2 separate regions of the Triticum aestivum genome follow, and region 1 is linked to region 2. A link is a contact called in public Hi-C data. All regions are on one chromosome and are shown on one strand. The core of a region is the stretch at or near the end of the contact, and the rest is flanking DNA. Distances in the headings are between cores, read along the strand shown. Region 1 holds the start of LOC123144365 (EIN3-binding F-box protein 1). Region 2 has its middle 200 kb from the start of LOC123141406.

What was found. Hi-C and Micro-C count contacts between places; a contact is called where the count stands out from the background.
Region 1: a contact with region 2 is called in a Hi-C map of leaf, with 7 times the contacts expected there. The contact joins the promoter of LOC123144365 here to the enhancer-like site in region 2. A contact is called at or near these places in 3 of 5 Hi-C or Micro-C datasets (all in leaf).

Annotation. Positions count from the first base shown.
Region 1 is chr6D:177,169,230-177,172,159 of IWGSC CS RefSeq v2.1, reverse strand. LOC123144365 (EIN3-binding F-box protein 1) reads right to left here and starts at 1,295. Exons shown (of 2, transcript XM_044563471.1): 1 at 905-1,295; 2 at 1-762. The coding sequence starts at 929.
Region 2 is chr6D:176,876,119-176,878,900 of IWGSC CS RefSeq v2.1, reverse strand. No RefSeq gene overlaps it. Among protein-coding and RNA genes, the nearest start is that of LOC123141406, 200 kb to the right of the region's middle. Within about 2 kb of position 1,335, at least 5 of the 8 cell types and tissues checked have an H3K27ac peak or open chromatin away from gene starts, as enhancers often do. A contact at or near this core is called in leaf, where this site is marked.

The DNA of each region.
Region 1 (2,930 bases), core at 46-2,545, 290 kb before region 2:
TGCCAACGCCGGAGCAGGCCTCGATGGTCAGAGACACCAAGTTGGGGCACCCCTGAGCAATAGCAGCAAGGCCCTTGTCTGTGATGAGCGGGCAAGAAGTGATATCCAGACGCTCCAGCGAGGGGCACCCGGCGGCGATCTCAGCGAGCCCAGCGTCGGTCACAAGCGGCACATCCCACAGCGAGAGCGAGCAGAGGTTAGGACTGCCGCAGGCGACGGCCAGGAGCCCCTGGTCCGTGACCCCGCGCGACGGGTGGCTCCCACGGATGGCGAGCTTCTCCAGCCCGCGGCGGGATCCAGCGACAACAGCCATGGCGGCGAGGCGGACATCGGTGGCCTCGTTGCCCTCGAGGACCCTCTCGACGCAGGGATCTGCGGGGGAGTCGTCCGTATCCTCCTCCATGACGAACTCCTCGTTGAGATCGGGCAGGGACGGGGCGGCCGCCGCGGCATGACCGAGCTCGGAGATCCGAATGCTGGCGAGGAGCGCCAGCCAGCGGCGGGAGACGCAGGCGGAGTCAGCGCGCTCGCGGCCGCCGGGCAGGCGGCGCAGGACCTCGAAGAGGCACTCGTCCGGGAGCACGTCCAGGGACGGCTGCGGGGGCTGCCTCTGCTTCTTGCTGGCCCTCATGCACTCGGCCGCCGCGGCGGCGACCGCCGACGCGGCCACCAGAGAGCGCTTCCGCTGCTGAACCACCGCTCCGCCACCGCGGCAGAACATCCTGGAAAGCTCGGCCGGGGCAGAGACGAGGCACCCGCCATCTGACGCAATCGAAGAACACATCATCAGGGACACGCAAGAACAATACTTTCCTTGCAAGGAACCACGACTAAAACAACAACCCGACTCTCTTCGGGGAAAAGAAAAAGGAAAACAGGATGGGGATCTCTCTCTATCGCTTACCTCCGTATGCGTGGAAGGCAGGCATGCCGAGTCGCCGGAGAAGGAAGAGATCCCTTGAAAGAAGAAGAAGAGCACGACCAAGAACAGAGCCGCCGCCGCCGCCGCACGATCCGAGCCGCCGGAGAAGGCCTTAAGCATTTACAGGCGACCACCGCCGGCGGGGGAAGGAGACGGAAGCCGAACCCTATCGCCGCCGCGACAGGGAAAAAAGAGAAGGAGGAGAGGGGAGAGGAGAACTCTGTGACAGGAGGGAGGAAGGGGAAAGCGCGAGCTGAGGCGGAGGGTATAGGGAAGAAAGAGACGGAGGAGGTGGGAATTGAATAATCGGCGCGAGGGACAGAGACGGGAGGCGGGGGCCGCCCTTGGCGCTCCCAGGGGACAAGTTGCGCTGGCCGGAGCTGGATGCACTGAACCTGCACTGTACTCGTGTGGGCGGATGGAGTGGAGGGGATTGAGACGGCCGGATGGGGTGGGTGGGTGGATCACTCGTTCGTGCTGCACATACATTGCACATGCACGCGTCTTCGTCTTCGTACTATCATGGAGCTGCGATTCTTCTCCTCTACTTTTCGTTTTCCTTTTTCAGGTTGCGCTTGGAGAGTGGATTCGAGGGGAACTCCTGTTCCAGAGCGTGAACACGTGGAGATAGCAGATCCAGTTACCCAAGATTGTTTTTTCCCCTCACTTTAAGGCATCTTCAACCCTCACCCGCAAATTTTCTTCCACATGTGTGTACCGGTCATCCAACGCTATACACATATATTTTAAAAGCAATCGCAGCGCCTAGCAGTCGTCTCTGTGGCGATGATGGAGCGGTTGAGGGCCCACGTCATGGCGAGGTTTGGGTCGTCGCGAGCCCATTTCGGCGTTGCGTCGGACTTCACGAACACGGAGCGGCGGGCGGTGTTGCACCAGTCGTACCGCATCTGCTGCCTCGCCGCTCGCTCCTCCTTGAAAACGACGGTCCTCGAGCCCGAGGGGCCGCTGACATTCTCTTGGGAGGGCCCTTAGGATATAAAGGTTCCTGAGTCATTTTACCACCTCTAGTCTTAACTCAAACAGCATGATCATTCATCTTACTATTTCACTTCATTAAGCAAATCATTTTGTGCCTTGAGAACTTGTTCTACTTGAGTTTTTACCATGATTATTAATAATCTTGAGATCATTAATAGTTCTACACATATAGTCACCCAAGCAGTCAAGCATATACGCATTACGTTTCAATTGTCTACTAACATATGCATTGAAGTTTTCTTGTTTAACAATAAAGTTATCAAATTTATCCAAGCATTGACTAGCAAACTTATTATAAGAAATATCACCTTCATCAAATCTATAAAGAGAATTTACCTCTACTACCTGTGTCGGAGTATTAAGATCATATATTTCTTCAATAGGTGGCAAATTCTTAACATTTTCAGTTTTAATGCTTTTTCTTTCATAGATTTCTCAGCCTCTTGCATATCTTCAGGACTGATAAATAGAATACCCCTCTTCTTCGGAGTTGGCTTAGGTGGTGATTCAGGAAGAGTCCAATCATTATCATTGCTCAATATATTATTCAGTAGTACTTCAGCTTGTTCAACAGTTCGTTTTTTGAAAACACAACTACCACTACCATCTAGGTGGTCCCTAGAAGCATCGGTTAGTCCATTATAAAAGATATCAAGTATTTAATTTTTCTTGAAAGGATGATCAGGCAAAGCATTAAGTAATTGGAGAAGCCTCCCCCAAGCTTGTGGGAGACTCTCTTCTTCAATTTGCACAAAGTTAAATATTTCCTGTAAAGCAGCTTGTTTCTTATGAGCAGGAAAATATTTTTTAAAGAAGTAATAAATCATATCCGACTACGCACACATCCAGGAGTAAGAGAATTAAACCATATCTTAGCATCACCCTTTAATGAGAAAGAAAACAACTTAAGAATATAGTAATAGCGATTTTTTTTCTTATCAGCAAACAGGGTGGCTATATCATTCAATTTAGTAAGATGTGTCACAACAGTTTCAGATTCATAACCATG
Region 2 (2,782 bases), core at 86-2,585:
ATTGATAGGTTTAATTGGAAGCTTGATGTGATTTTTTTTACGTGTGCCCTTACAAGCGGGACCCACTTATCATGTAAATATAGTCAAACGATGGATTAGAACTAGCCGCAATAGGTTACAACAATAAGAGCATCTACAACCGGGTGTCCCAAACCGGCCTCAGACGCCCATGCGGGTCGGTCATGATTTTTTGACCCAGACAGACGCCTTAAACGGGCCTCAAACGCCCGGGCTGACCGGCACCCCTCATATCCAGCCCAAATATGGGGCGGATATGGGGTGGCTCGGGCATGCCCGGGCGCGTCCGCCTGACAAGGCCGGCCCACCACCGACCCCACGGATGTGCCACAAAAAACCTCATCCAGCTCATCGCTCCGAAACCCTAGCTCATTCACTCTCCTCTCTTGCTCCGTCCTCTCCTCTCCCAGTAGCGATTCCGATCGAATCCGGCGCAATGTCGAGTATCGGAAGACGCTCCGACTCCGAGCTAGATCCGGCGGCTTTGGCGGAAGAACGCCAAGGCGCTCCGGATTGCCATTGAGCAATCCGAGCACGAGGCGGCGAAGGCGGCGGCGGAGGTGGCTCGGCTCGCGAAACTAAAGCGAAAGCAGGACAGGGAGGTCTGACGGCTAAAAGGGCTCGTCATCCTCTCCGACTCCTCCGATGATGACTCAAACGGCTCCTCCGATGATGACTCGGACGATCGGCCACCAGCTGTCGATGCCTACAGCTGCGCCGGCGACCGGAAGGGCAAAGGGCCGGCGAGGAAGTGATGAATCTCCGCCATCTCCATCCAGTTTCTAGTTTTCAGTAATGTAGTTTAAGTTTATGTGAATTATGTGAATTTTGGCGATCTTTGGACATCCATCGGTGGTGATCGGAATGTGCATTGCCCTGTCCGACTCTATATTTGTGTGATGATCTACGTTCTTTTTTTCTATGTTGCATGCTAGTATGGATGTGAGGAACCGGATATGAGATACACTGATGTGAACGGCATGATTTGAAGGTTGCCTGGTCAATGCCCGCCGACGCGTCCGTGGGTGTTTGTGGGGCCGAATTTGCAAAGTCCGGCTGTAGATGCTCTAAGTGACGTCTAGAAAGTAGGTGTTCTATGCATATAATCAACCATACGTTGATAGTTTGTGCAATTTCTATTCGTGGTTCAGTGGACTCCTCACAATTGCCAAAACGGTGAGACGGCAATTGGCAAACTTTGTCGATGGAAAGCTTGACAGCTGAAGAAGAAAAACGACGGCATAAACACACTACAGTGCTTAGCGTGCGCTTACGCCAGCAACCGGGGTTGCCTGTGACCTGTCGGCTTTCAGAAGATCCGTGGTCCAGGGGCAAGATCTGCACCGACGTGGCGTGCTCTGCATCAAGCGTCGGCTACGCCTCCCGATCCGCCGCAATTGCCTCTTCACGTTCACGGGTGGCCCGCGCCGTCAGTGTCAGGCCAAGACGGGAAAGGGCGATCCCAAGTTCCCATGACCCGAGCGGTAAATTTGACAAATTTAAACTATAGACGAAATCAAATCACAGAATGAACTATCCGTGAAACTATTTCACACGGCTGACTTTTTTGTGACGCCCGACACAAAGGCGCCACACTACACTGTGCAACGCCTCACAGATAGGCGCTACACGGCCAGCGTCGCACCCGTGTGATCAGAAAATTACTAAGTCAGTATGCAGCGCCTGAGAGTTAGGCGCCACACTATACAGTGTAGCGTCTAGCTCCCAGGCGTTGCACTAGTGCAGCGCCTGAGAGTTAGGCGCCACGGATCAGCCACGTGAAATAGTTTCACGGACAATTCATTATGTAATTTGATTTCGTCTATAGGTCAAATTTGTCAAATTTCGAGCGGAGCAAATTCTCGAGGCGAATCGGTGAAATCTTTGAACGCCTATTGTCATCACCTCACGGTGCAGTGAGTACAGTGACCATAAGAGAAGAGAAGAAGCGTGGGGTGTGCTGTGGCGTGCCACGCCTTCCTGCCTTTGACGAATTCAATACGGCAGCGACGACCGCCGAGTAAGCAAAGCAGAGCCTCTTTGCCTTGTGGAAATAAAAGGAAAGATCGCCTCGGTTGCGTTCCAAGGCGAGTCGCACATGGACATGGGCATTTCGTGATTTGGATGCGAGAATATATCGCAGATCGAAGCGTCGCCGTCGGTGCTCACCTTGTGCGCGACAGCTCGAGGCCAGGAGTTCACACCTGCCTACCACGCGTTGTTATACACAGAGACTGCTCCGTTAGGGCATCTCCAACGGTGACCCATAAATTCCCTCCTACATTCGTCCAAATATAAAAAAATTAGTCTATGAATACGAATATGGAAGCACATTGTTTAATCGTAGCCGCATATGTTTTAACTTTCTTTTAATAAATTGGATAAAATTCATGCAAACACGGCCGATTTCATATAAACATGATCGATTTCATACAAACACGACGAATTTTCATTACATTTTAAACATTTAGAAAGAAATGATCGGACCCTAAACCTATCCTACGGCGGCGGTGACCGGCGTCCAAGCCCATGTCTTCCTCCATCCGTCGTCTCCATGAGCACCGACGATAAGACCCGTGAAGTGGAGGTGTGGTCTCCGGTTAGAAAGAGTAGAACATGGGAGACGGGCTGCCCACATGGGACATAAGGCACTGCCGCCTCCCGTGACCTACTAATCATCGGAGGAGTCCGTGACCTGTCCGTCGACGGTGGACGTGAGGTCCATGATGGAAATGGTGGCGCCGGCGTTGTTGTCGTCCCACCG